Regions from separate parts of the Zea mays genome. Here region 1 is linked to region 2. A link is a contact called in public Hi-C data. All regions are on one chromosome and are shown on one strand. The core of a region is the stretch at or near the end of the contact, and the rest is flanking DNA. Distances in the headings are between cores, read along the strand shown. Region 1 holds the start of LOC103655466 (U-box domain-containing protein 26). Region 2 holds the start of LOC100274103 (mitogen-activated protein kinase organizer 1).

Region 1 (6,774 bases), core at 114-2,613, 160 kb before region 2:
TATTTCAAAATCAACCCAAATATTGGGGGCTTGTGGGGGACAGATATCCCCCGGGTCCACTGGAAGGCCAAAAGACCTCACGAAAGGCCTTGGGCCCAATAGTTCACAAGGTCATTCCTTCGTGGGCCTGGGGAGGGACGTCCAGTGAAGTGGATTGACACAAGATTGGATCAACGCAAGCCCAGACGGCCCGATAAATTTGAGCAGCAACCATAGCGATGATCCGACCTTCCCGTACAGTGTCCTCATACATCGGAACTGAACGGGGATAGGTCGACGGAATTATAGGAAGATAGGCTCAGTCCGTTCACTATTACTTAGGCTCACATTGTTATCATATCCGCATGTAACGCCCCACGGTCAAGTATATAAGGCCTAGGGGGCATCCCCTCAAAAACATATCTCACTACTTAGCCATCCACTCAGTTCTCTGGCATCCTGGACACTAGAGAACCCCCTTTTAACCTACCACACAAAGTATCCACACCAGGACGTAGGGTATTACGCGTCTCAAAGCGACCCGAACCTGTACAAAATTGTCCACTGCCTCTCGTGCATCTGGCACGAACCATCGAGCTATAGTAGGTAACACCGTCCTACTCCAAAAAGCACCCCGAGGGGCAACCTCGTGTGCGCGGCCGGACCCAAAACACCAACAAGTACGTCTAGCGCCAGATGTTGTTTCTGGTTTCCCTGTCAGAATCGTAGAACAAATCGTCATCAGAAGCTGAATATATATCAGGGTAAAAATCATCATCTTCGGGATCAATGAGGTGAGGGTCGTAGTAGGGGTGCAAGGCTTGGAGACATTGTGTTCAAGGCTTGCAATTTCTTCTTCCAACCTATCCATCTCTAGGTCAATCTTGTCCTTCAACACCAGGGCAGGTTGCTCAACGATGTCCAACTCTTCAAGAATTGCTTCTAAAGTCCTAATAAGGGTGAGGTCGTCGCCAAGATGATTAAACACGTAGTCAACCAACCCACAATTTTTGCAAGCACCATGCTCGGTTGAGGAAAACAGGTTATGCAACTTGGTTCCAAGCAGCTTCACATCATTGTTAGCCATTCCTCCTACAATTGTAGTGGAGGAATGTGAGATTTCCACTATGTTTATTACTTCCCTCACTAATGGTATAGGCACGAATGAGTAAACAACCTATAGTTTGGCTTGTAGTACAGATAATTCATGCATGTTCCTAAGCTGAGTTGATATGAACACTATTTTTAGTATTACTACATAAACATACATGGAAAAATGAGTAGATGAACAAATGTAATTGCACACATAACATTGAAATGAAAAATATATGAACCTAGCTTTGCTGATGTCCAAAGTTGGATGACGGTACGCTAAAGGTATTGTAGAAAAACGAGAATAATTAGTATTGTATTGTGTTTAATGAAAGAAGAAACAAAGAAAACAACTTCTTGTAATGAAGCCAATTAGCTGAACTACCTCAATGAAATACACAACTACAAAGAAACTAATAGGAACCGATACAAATTACTAAATTGGTACACGGGTGAAGACTGAAGAGAGAAATTTAGATGTACCATGGAAAACTAAGCACAAATGCTTGTATTTGTTTGTTCATTAATGGTACATAATTCCTAAAACCTAATCTGCTCTACTACTTACAAACATAAGAGCACAAGTGATGAGAACCAGATGTAGTACCTCGCTAAAGTGGGGAACCAGATCTATGTACTAAAACAGTGTATAAGTGCTCGGATTTGGTTCTTGACAACTGGTGCACACATAAATGGAACAAGAACTTGGATTCGAACCGTGAAAGGATTTAGGCGTGGGTGATTTACTGCATCGATTGAAGAAATCATGGATCGGAGGGGGCGACAAATGTGACAAAGGTCAGAACAAACGGTGACAAACTCGGGGAAGATCGACGACGACGATGACGCCTAACCTTCTCCTTGCTGCGAGTTGAACGACTAACCCACTTCAAAACTGGTGGCCTGTTCGCCGTGACTTCATCACCGAGGACGACTAACGACTATGAATCGACCTTCCGACGGTGTCAAGCTCGGGAGATGGCAGGAATTCTACGTGACTCCTCACTTCCGCCCAAGCCAACGGGAGCGGAAGATGATGTTTCCACCCGCGCGCGCGAGTGGTTGCGTACGCGAGAAGCCACCGTTGGGGGACTCAAAGGGTAGCTCTTCATCTAGGGAGAGAGAAGCTCACAACACCGTAGGGGTGGACGAAGGGGGCGACGATGCGAGCGATAGAGTGACACTGTATCCCCTATCGTACCTACAGTATTAGGGGAGGAGACTGATAGCGGGCACCGTTGCCACTAATCTTAGAACCACCCAAATCAGCAGGGCAGGGCACAATCGTTTTCTAGTGGCAAGCTTGTAGAAGAGGAGGAGAAGTGTGACCGTGCATGTGTATCGTGTTACATAGCTGGTGGGCAAAGGCGCAAAGCTCGTGATCGATCCTAGCTTGTGTCTCCATGTGCATGCGATAGACTAGGAGTAGGTTTCAAATGGACGTGGATCGCGCGCTTTACGTACGTCTGTGTAGCTTAGTTTATTGGCCTAGTACTCTAGTAGTGCTAGAGATGATAATGGATTAAGTTCCAAGTGTTTTTTATAGTTTATTAATATCTTAAATAAAATTTAGTTTAAAAATAAATAAAAATATAGCTCGATCTTAACTTGATTTAATCATTAAATTTTATAGTATAAAATGCAGAGCGGATGCCAATAGGCGTTAATCTCAACAGATATTCCCAGATTTGTCTGGCCCGCTGCGTTGTGGGCTCTCGCCGTGTCAGGGACCAAGGTGAAGGGCGTGCGTCGCCTGGCCTGGCGTTGAGCCGAGCCAGTTGAGTGGAGCCGAGCCTTGGCGCCCAGCCCGCATGGAGTCCCGCCGTGGTAGAGAAGTGGTAATGCCGTAACTGTACTCCAAGGATTCCCACTCCCAGCTCCGGCCTCCTCCGGCACAATGTCCCACGGCCCCGCCCCACCCCACCGCGCACACGTGTTGCCCACCTCCCGCCTACTTATACCCCGCTTCCATTCGTCCTCCCGATGGATCGGCCGGTCTCCTTGCTCCACCACGGTCAGTCCTCGCCGCACCTGCAGTCAGCACAGCGGCCTCCTCTTCTCTGACCCTCGCCACCCACCGAGGCACCAACCCACCACTCGCTCAACTACCTCTCGTCCTCTCTCTCTTTCCCCCTCACGCGCAACACGTCTCCATCTCCAGCGCGAGCTATTAGTTACGAGGTAACTAGGCCAAGATCCAAATCGCGCTTGCGCGCAGACAGCAGCTCACTTACGGGGGTGTCATGCCGGCGAGCGTGCCGCTGTGTCTGGGCCTGGACACGGCGGGGGTGCAGGTGCCGTGGTACTTCCGGTGCCCCATCTCCCTGGAGCTGATGCGCGACCCCGTGACGGTGTCGACGGGGCAGACCTACGACCGCAGCAGCATCGAGTCATGGGTGGCCACCGGCAACACCAGCTGCCCCGTGACGCGCGCGCCGCTCGCCGACTTCACGCTGATCCCAAACCACACCCTCCGCCGGCTCATCCAGGAGTGGTGCGTGGCGCACCGCTCCATGGGCGTGGAGCGCATCCCCACGCCCAAGCAGCCCGCCGACCCGGACCTGGTGCGCTCCCTCGTCGCGCAGGGCCCGGGGCTCCCGGCGCTGCGGAGGCTCAGGGCGCTAGCCAGGGAGTCCGACAAGAACAGGCTCGTCATGGCCACGCACGAGACCAGGGCCGCACTGCTGGAGGCCGCCTTCGGCTCCGGGTCCGGGGCGGCGAGCGAGGAGCTCGAGGCGGAGGCCATGGCGGTGCTGGCGCTGGTCGGCCTCGGGGAGGAGGAGGCCGTGGAGGTGGTCGGGAGGGAGGAGAGGGTGGCCAGGCTCGGCAAGGTACTCGCCGGCGGTGGCTCGCTTGAGGCGAGGGTGAACGCGGGCGCCGTGGTGGAGGCCGCGGCGCTGGCGTCGGGCGCGGACGCCCGGGCGGTGCTGGGCGCCGCGGAGGGCGTGATGGCCGGGCTCGTCACGCTGGTGGAGGAGAAGGCCAGCGCCCGCGCCGTGCGCGTCGGGATCCGGGGCCTGTTCGCGCTGTGCCTGGCCAAGGAGAACCGCCCGCGCGCGGTGGCGGCGGGCGCCGCGTCGGCGCTGGCGCGGCGCGTGGCGGAGGGCGGCGCCGGGGAGCCCGAGCGCGCGCTGGCGGCCGTGGAGCGGCTGTGCCACGCAGAGGGCGGCCGCGACGGCGTGGTCGCCGGCGCGGGTGGCGGCCCCGCGGCCGTAACGGCGCTGGTGCGCGCCATGTCCGGGCGCGCGGCGGAGCACGCGGCTGGCGCGCTGGTGGCCGTCGTGGGCGGGTCGGAGGCGCTGCAGGTGGAGGCGGTCCGGGCCGGCGCCATGGGGCAGCTGCTGATGATGGTGCAGGGCGGGTGCTCGGAGCGCGCCAAGCGCAAGGCGCAGCACCTGCTGAAGCTGCTCCGCTCCGCCTGGCCGACCACCGACTGCACCGCCAACTCCGACGACTTCCTCCAACACTACTGATCATTCCACCCGGCCGCCGATTCCAGATGAAACGAACGGGCCGTGATTTGCCGCTAGTGTTCTGTTCCCCAAGGTGGAAAGGTCACTCACGCAGGGGCAAGTGCAGAAGCTGCCGGCTTGTATGGCCTTGTAACCCAGCGTCCGTGGGGCGCCGGCGGCGTGTATGTAGGCCGGGAGTCCGGGACCAGGACGGAGAAATTCTCTCAAGTTTCCAGTTTTGTACGTACGTAATGTTGGCAGGATGTATAGATGGCCAAACGGGCCGCCCGGCCCGGCACGGCACTAAGCACTATTAGGCACGGCACTATTAGACACTATTAGTAATCGTGCCGTGCCGTGCCGGCACTAGTGCCTAACCAGCGGCCCAGGCACTACACTATAGTGCCTAATCGTGCCGTGCCGGCACTATACGGCACTAATATCTAATAGTGCCCGTGCCAGCCCAGGCACTATTTCATTTTAAAAGATAAAAAAATATAGAAGATCTTTAAGATTATATATATAATTTTAAAACTCGAATATTTATATCATTATAAAGTGAATTCATTACGTGTAAATCATAACAAATAACAATGTACAACCATATACACATATCGCAATCACATTTATAAACCACATGTTGGTCTAAGTCGTGTCTAACCGTGCCGGCCAGTTAATCGTGTCGTGCTCGTGCCAGCCCATCGTGCCGAGGTGGCGGCCCAAGCACGGCACTAGACTCGTGTCGTGCCGGCACTGGCACTATATGAATCGTGCCCGTGTCGTGCCGAAGCACTATGGGCCGTGTCGTGCTTAGTGCCGGCCCATTTAGCACGGCCCGTTTGGCCATCTATAGCAGGATGGATTCGTGATTCTCCATCGATCAACAGCAGCGGCCACCGATTCTTACATGGCATTCCACTCGTTTTCCTCTGCTAGGTCGGATAGCAAAAAAAGAAAGGAAATGTTTGTTTTTTAGTTTTTGGCTTGGCAGGCCCAGGCTCGCGTGTGCGTGTTTTGAAAGTACAGGCGAAGCAGCCAGAGGACTGAGGAGATTGCGCATTGAAAGCTGGGGAGCGGCAGAGCGCTTGGCCGGTGGCGGTGAGGGACTCCAGTGGTTGGGATGTGGGGCTGCCCCGTACTGAAGTCTGCAGGATGGGGCAGCAGAGAATGGAATGTTGTTGCCATGAAATTGTCACACACACACCCCACACCCCTCCGGTGCTCTAGCTAGTAGTGGCTAGCGCGTGTTTCCGACCTCTGTTTCTCTCATCAATCTCTCGTCTCGTCTCGCCTCATGGACACGGGCAGGGCAACTGCCGCTCGCTGCAGGCTCCTGAACCCCCACTTTTGACCGGATTTTGGACTTGGATAAAGACCTGAGCTGTCATGTGTGGTCGTTGTCTTTCCTTTTTACGTCATTCGAGTTGCTGCCACGAAGTGTTTACATAAAGACACTTTTCTCTGAAATTATCTACCAACCCACGCTCTTTACATGAGCACCGATGGTCCACGACCTCGCCGCAGGAACGGTTCCTTCATTGCGTGCTTGCAGACGGTTCACGATGTCGCAGAGTTTTTTTCTTCGTAAGAACCTGAATCTCGTCTCTCGGGAAAGATCCTGTCAGGGAGGAGAGATACTATGGTTGTCTTATGTCGGCAGGTCATCTAAGACGCCTCTTGCCGAAGAGAGGTAAATAAATAGGTCAAGAGAAATACTAGTACTGAGGCTAAACTGAGGCTAGGTTAATGTTGTTTACTTGTTCTCAAATGCTATTAATTAAGAACAAGGCAACACAGTTGTTAATGGTTAAAGACTTTCGTCATTCGAAACATTATTTCCTCTCGGATATAATAATCTTCGGGCGAAGGTCATGAATGACACACCTTCATCATTTTATGATATGATATAAACATGAATATGAATATAAATAAGAAGATGAAAGAATACAAAGGAATCAAGATAATATTCGCCTATATTTTATAATTTATCTATCTTCATTAATCATGAATAAACATTAATAATATTTATATTACAATGGTACCTTCGGCTTACTGGAAGGTGAAAGAGAGAGAATGGTTCGAGAGCGATTACAATCCAGCGTGAATAGTACGGTGTTACTGTTCATCTATTTATAGGCACGGGACGCAGCCCGAATAAAAGTACATTTATATCCCTGGTAACTGCCTATAATCCTAACATGGATTATTGAGGACTATAAGGTCTTTATCCCCTTTCAGTCATCATCACGCT
Region 2 (6,454 bases), core at 3,835-6,334:
TCAGTCTCAAGATTTTGGCTGGTGCTGAATACAAGCAATTGTATGACCCTGTCTGACATGAGAACATAGACCAAACTTATTTCATTTTTCTTCATGCTTTTATTCCCCGGATCAATGACGACTACCATACACTGCTAAGAGGAAAGCAGTAATTGAGGTGATTGGTTCGCCATAAATTCATCCCATAAATTTTAGCGAACTCCTTTTCTCGTGCTTATATATACTAATTATTACTTTCTGCGTCCCAAAACCCAAAATAATAGTTGTTTTAATTTTTGTTTTTTATGTCTATATTCTAATAGATAATAATAAATCTAGACACGTATACAAAACATATACATAAAAAAATGTATGAACCCACTAATTACCTAAAACAACTATTTTAGAACAGATGGAGTATTAGCTTGTGAGGATGATGTGATGGTCGATGAACTCATTAGTCATTCCATTCCAAATCAAAACAAAAAAAAAGGAACTAGAAGATACATTTCTCAACCCCCATAAGTTGTCTTCAGTAACATGGAGACAAGACACTTGCAGTAAGAAACTTCGTAACAAATGTTACTTTTCATGCAACTCACAAGTTGTCTTCAGGTACAATCCAAAATCATCTAAAAGGCTCACAAACTTCATAGATGACAGAATACCGGCTTCAAAAGGTTTTGGCCTCAGAGCTGTGTGCTACACAGCCCAACAGCAGCGCATTTTCTTCTCTCTGCAGCAAGGCGTGTATGAATCCCATTAGGTTAGACATGCGTTCATCTTTCATACTGTCGAATCCTTGCTGCTAGATAACTGGATGATTTGGAGGAACAGTACGAATAGCACATCAACCATTCAAGAGTCTTCAGGTCCAAACACGAATAGAGCCATCCACAGAAGACGTCAACATGCAGGCCTTTGTTGGGTGGTAACTGATGCTAGTTACCTGCCAAAAGAAATAGTGTTAGGTACATGTAAGTTAAGCTGGTGGACAGCATATGGTGCAATTCTGGAAAGAACAATACCACAGAACTATGTGCCCTGAATCTTGCAACAACAGGTGCATCCACCAACTCCCAGAAGAAAATATAACCATCCTCAGACCCGCCAACAACAAATGCATCATCATTCGTCAGACAGGAATCCATCTTGAAGGACTGGAAATATTATAAATCAGAAATTAAACAGTGCAACAGAATAGGATTATTGTTTCTTCTGCAAATCCTTGCATCATTGAATCATAATGGTTTATTTAGGTATTTCAGCTCTAACATGAAGCAAGCCCTCTGCTCCCTTGTAATGAATTGCTAAGCAGGCTAGCAGTGTTTCTCTACTTCATCCACTAAGAAATTAATGATGCATCATGAGGTCACTATTTTACACAGCTATATTCTTCCATTCTTATGTGAAACTTCTCAGGTTAAGTTTAAAACAAGCCTTATGATCAATGTAAGTATCCATAAGTACCAAATCTTTTGGCAGTATCACAAATGAAGATTATTGAAGAGGTACCTTGCACGTATGTCCCTTATACTCCTGTAACAGTTCTCCAGATGACCTAATAAACGCAAGAGACAGCAAAAGGTTAATATTTTGTGCATGATGACCCTCTATTTAGTACATTGAACAGATGGCACCACTTTACTCAACAGAACAGAAAAACCACACTTCAATATCATGATAGAAAGATAATATGACAATAAATTGTACCACACATACTTGACATTCATACATGGTTTTCAAGTCGCCTGGTATCCATGTCGTTGATGGTAACCGATTAGGCGAGTAATCATGATTAGGACGTCGACCAGGCCGATTAATCGGTGACAGGTCGTCCACCTAGTAGTCCTAAACATCCTGTACTAATCAGGACATATATAAATATATATAGTTATATACACTATAGTGTATAGTTATATACTATATAATATACTTCAAACAGCAGTAGGTAATCAAAACTACAGCAGTATTTAACTCAAACTCAAACAGTAGTAGCTATTTAGCAGTACTCAAAGTCTCAAACAGCATTACAGCAACAATCACCTTGAGTAGCACCTCTAAAGGGTAAAGTCTGAACAGAAGTAAGTAATCAAACATTCAAACTCAAACAGCGGTAGGTACTTAGCTAATCAAACTCAAGACCTAAAGTAGCAAATCCTCATCCAAATGGAATGCATCAGCAGTAGCTTGCCCTCCACCACCACCTGGGACAGATTCTTCCATTTCCGTTGATCCTCCATCAGATTGCAGTGGCTGTTCTTCATCTTCCCGAGAAGCTGCATCATCTTGTTGGTCAAGGAGGAGCAGCAGCAGCAGCAGCTGGATGTTTTCTCAGGGAGGAGGAGAACTGAGAAGTCGCCAGGAGCCCAGGAACAATGGATCAGCAGCCAGCCGGCTAGGAAGGAGAAGAGACAGAGAAATCAAAACAGGAAAGCAGATTTAGAAAGCCAGCCAATTAGCTAAATGGTTCCTTTATTAGCCCCAATAAATAAGGCACCAGAGAGGAAAACGAGGCACCAAATTTGGACCCAGCGCTGGCTTTCCATGTTCACAATTTCTGGTCGCAGCAAGTACCTAATTGGCCGATTAGCCGCGATTAGGCGATGATTACTCGAACAACCAGACTACCTAATCGGATCGGAGCCCTCGACTTCATCTGATCGACCATGATGATTAATCGGATGATTTGAAAACCATGCATTCATAGTTAGTGATGCACTCCTAAGCTTGCTATGGAAATAACAAAGATGAAAACCACCACTTATGATCCTAATATCATTTATTCCTTTTCTCCGCATACAGCAGCAAGTCAATGATGCATGGGCAATGGGGCCATCATAATGTGGACTCTCAAAGTACAAGAAAATCATTTTTGGTAGTCGTGTGGACCAAAACATGAATACATGGCTCCTGATTGTTATGGCATAGGAATACAAGCATGATGGTCTTCTGGTACACAGGAATGCACCAAGTAAATATTAACATGCGATTTGTACCCAAGACAACAAGACCAAGAAAAATGATTCATTTAACTTGCCAGCTACCCAAGGGAGTACATGTTTCAATACCAAGTTAACTTAAAGCTTTCGAATGTATGTAAAAGAAACATGAAGCCAACTGGAATCTAGTACTACAATTCTCAAATCTCAAATATGTTGCTTGAGAAACATGAGGAGCCTGCAAGTGCAGGTGTAATCCATGGCACCAGCAGCAGCTTAGCACAATCTAGAACCCAGTAATTGGATATATTTGGACTATAAAAGTTCCCACGAGTGATAGTATGGCAAAGACAATAGTGTAGTGATGAATCAGAGACTAAGAGTTACGGAGAAAATTTGCTTTGATCAATCCATTCAAGATGGTAATGAGATTGACAGCTATGTCAAGATGTGGAATTTCTTCCATGGTCCAAATTGCCATCATTGATAACCATATCACCTTTCCAACCAAAGCTAAAGGGAGAGTGTGACTGCATCTTTCTATAAAGTAGAGGAGAATAATAATAAAAATAACTTCATACTAGTAATGGGATTTAATTGCTCCAAAGTGCTAGATAAAAGAGGCTTCCCTGCAAATTTGTGCCCAGGCTGAAAACAAAATACTGAGCAGCTTGTAAATAGCACTTACTTGTCTAGAAGCCGCACAGTAGAATCTAAACAGTTAGCTAAAAGGCAATTGTTGTCATTTGATAATGATACACAGTTCACAGGATGCCCTAGATTATCAACAGTCTCCCTGTTATAAGCAAGCAGGAAATAAATCAACAAACCATACAGAAACAGTTGATAGGAGTAAATGGATTAGGATTCAAAGTACTTTCTTAAAAAAAGGAGGGAAGAAGTACATGTTAGATATAATTGATACTATAATAAGGCATCACCTACCTACCCATGCGAATGTCAAATGCCCGGACAGTACCATCAACACTGCCAGCAATTATTTCTGTCTTTGTTAGGTTAACTGACATTACACTATCTTGAAAAGTATCAATTGTCTGCAACACGATAGTAGAAAGCAATTGTATAAGACTTCAAGATAAGGAAATATAACAAAACGTGATGCAGTTATGTAGTATAGGTAACAATGTAAAACCACCTGAATAGGGTCGTTGTTTTGAGACCTGCAGTCAAATGCACGCACCGTACGGTCATAACCAGCTGAGACTACAACAGCATTGTACTCATTAAACTTCACTGAATTGACCTATCGAGAGCAGAGTAAAGATGGCTGAGCAGGATGCATATCTCAAAAATTACAAAATTATCACACAGAGACTGTCTATCAATTTTTTAGCATCACCGACAGGCCTGACCATAATCACACAGTTGAACCACTGTGCAATGGCAACTGCTAAATGCAAGTGGAACTATCAGATAAAAGCACAAGAGTGCAACCACCAGAAGTATGGTTCAGAGCACTGCTTTGGATACAGTTGGTATTACAGCAATGAGAACGATACACTATTGCCCGTGGTTCAGGTAGCCCACACAATTAGCACGGGACTACTTGATTACAGTGTAGCCATCAGAAGACGGCTGAAACTCCAAAAATAAGGGGGAGGGGGCATCAATTGATCTGATGCATTACCTCGCTGTTGTGGCCGCGGAACTTGCGGATGACGCGGCCCGAGGCAACGTCCCAATAGAAGATTTGTCTGTCGGCACCGCAGGACACCAGTTTGGCGTTATCCCTGTCCAGAAACAAACCATGAAACCAATGAACAACAAGAAGCACTTGGCAAATTTTCCGTTGCCGCGTCTCCAGATCAGATGCGACGCAACGAGATGGAGAAGGGGGCGCGTGCTTGCGTGCGTGCGTACGTACGAGGAAGAGTGCACATCGCGGACCTCGCGGGCGTGGGACTTGTAGGTCTTGACCTGGGCGCCTGTGTGAGGATTCCAGAGGCGGAGAGTGCGGTCCTTGCCGCAACTCAGGCAGTAATTGCCGTCCCGGTTGAACCGCACGGCCAACACCGCTCCCTCGTGACCCGACAGCGACCGCGCCTCCGTCCGCGGCAGCTGCTGCGCGACCGTCCCCGAGGACGTCATCTGCTCTCTCTCCGCCGCCGCCGACGACGATGGATGGACGGAAGACGACGAGTTCGACGAGGTGGGCTGGTGATGTGGATTGGGCTGGCTAGATGGAATGTAGCCCGTAGCCCACGAGACAATTTGTAGCTGAATACCGCTCCTTGGTAGAAAAAAATAAGGAACAATTGGATCTATACCATTAAAAGATCCAAACTTTAGATATATACCATGGACCCCACATGTCATTGACTCATGTGGACCCACATGTAAGTGAGATAGTAATGGTATGGATCCAAAGTGGTGATCTTTTAATGGTATGGATCCAAATTTCCCAAAAAATAAATTAATACTCACTCTGTCTCAAATTAGAATTTATTTTAAAAATAATGAATTCATATAATATTTGATGTATGTGTTTTATATATGTCTAAAATTTATTATCATCTATATAAATATAGATAAAAAGATAAAAACTAAAACGAATACTATTTTGAAACTGAGCGAGTATCGTTTTTGTTCTTCATCAATTTGTTAAAGTTTTTGTCCGCATAAAACTTCATTTTTTAGAAAAAAGTATAATAAATAAATATTTTTAAACACTTTCATTGATGGAATAATTTTGTTATTTGAACCAGTGTAAAAAAAGAACATGAATGGCCATCAATAACTACACTTAGGGCAAGTTTGGTGACAATGTATTTAATGAGAATTTATGGAGAGGAAATCCCTTTCTATTCAAAATTTAAATAGTAAGGGATTTCCTCTCCATTGATCCTCCAATTGCTTTGTTACCAAACCAGACCTTAGCGAGACAGTTATCTTAGACTCTCTTCAACGGTCCCCGCGAGCATTCCACTCCCCTCGCTGTGGTGGCTATAGGGCACCTCTTTGCGCACATTGCTGCCCTCTTTCCCTTACTCTAGGTAGCGTTCATCGTTTCTCTCTCCTCAGATGTAGGGGAACACTGTTTATCCCCTACGGCACTGTGCTGTGGGTCCACGAGTAATTGTTAGTAGATAAAAAATTGATAGTAGATATAGAAAATGATATTTTATAGTTGTAGTGGGGTATAGGGGAAGTATTTAGGGGGGACCACTGCGGGAGATGAAAAAATAGGGGGTGAAATGTTTATGATGTGACGCAAAAAAGTGATATAGGGGGAAAAATTTAGGGGGAACCGCTGAACACAGTCTTAGTCGATGAATGAATTCGCTGTAACAGAAATGGTTGGGTCATTGGGTGCGATGTCATCTGAAGATAAAGTTGGTCTCATGCACTTGAAAACTTAAATAATACTACTTGATGAGATTACTTAAAAGCAGTTTTGATCATAAAAAGTCTAATTGGTAGATAAAATTAAACTAGTTAGTTATCTGTGTATTACCACGGTTTCTATATTCATAATATTTACAAATACCTATCGTTTATTGTTGGGTACCATA

Evidence for each region. Hi-C and Micro-C count contacts between places; a contact is called where the count stands out from the background.
Region 1: a Hi-C map of tassel shows a contact between it and region 2, with 6 times the contacts expected there. The contact joins the promoter of LOC103655466 here to the promoter of LOC100274103 in region 2. A contact is called at or near these places in 4 of 25 Hi-C or Micro-C datasets (ear, endosperm, leaf and 1 more).

The regions. Positions count from the first base shown.
Region 1 is chr4:118,698,503-118,705,276 of Zm-B73-REFERENCE-NAM-5.0, reverse strand. LOC103655466 (U-box domain-containing protein 26) reads left to right here and starts at 1,363. Exons shown (of 1, transcript XM_020552594.3): 1 at 1,363-5,040. The coding sequence starts at 3,315. The coding sequence ends at 4,544.
Region 2 is chr4:118,545,199-118,551,652 of Zm-B73-REFERENCE-NAM-5.0, reverse strand. LOC100274103 (mitogen-activated protein kinase organizer 1) reads right to left here and starts at 5,084. Exons shown (of 8, transcript NM_001148482.1): 1 at 4,807-5,084; 2 at 4,570-4,672; 3 at 4,078-4,185; 4 at 3,867-3,976; 5 at 3,610-3,717; 6 at 1,495-1,540; 7 at 1,008-1,139; 8 at 394-928. The coding sequence starts at 5,030. The coding sequence ends at 848.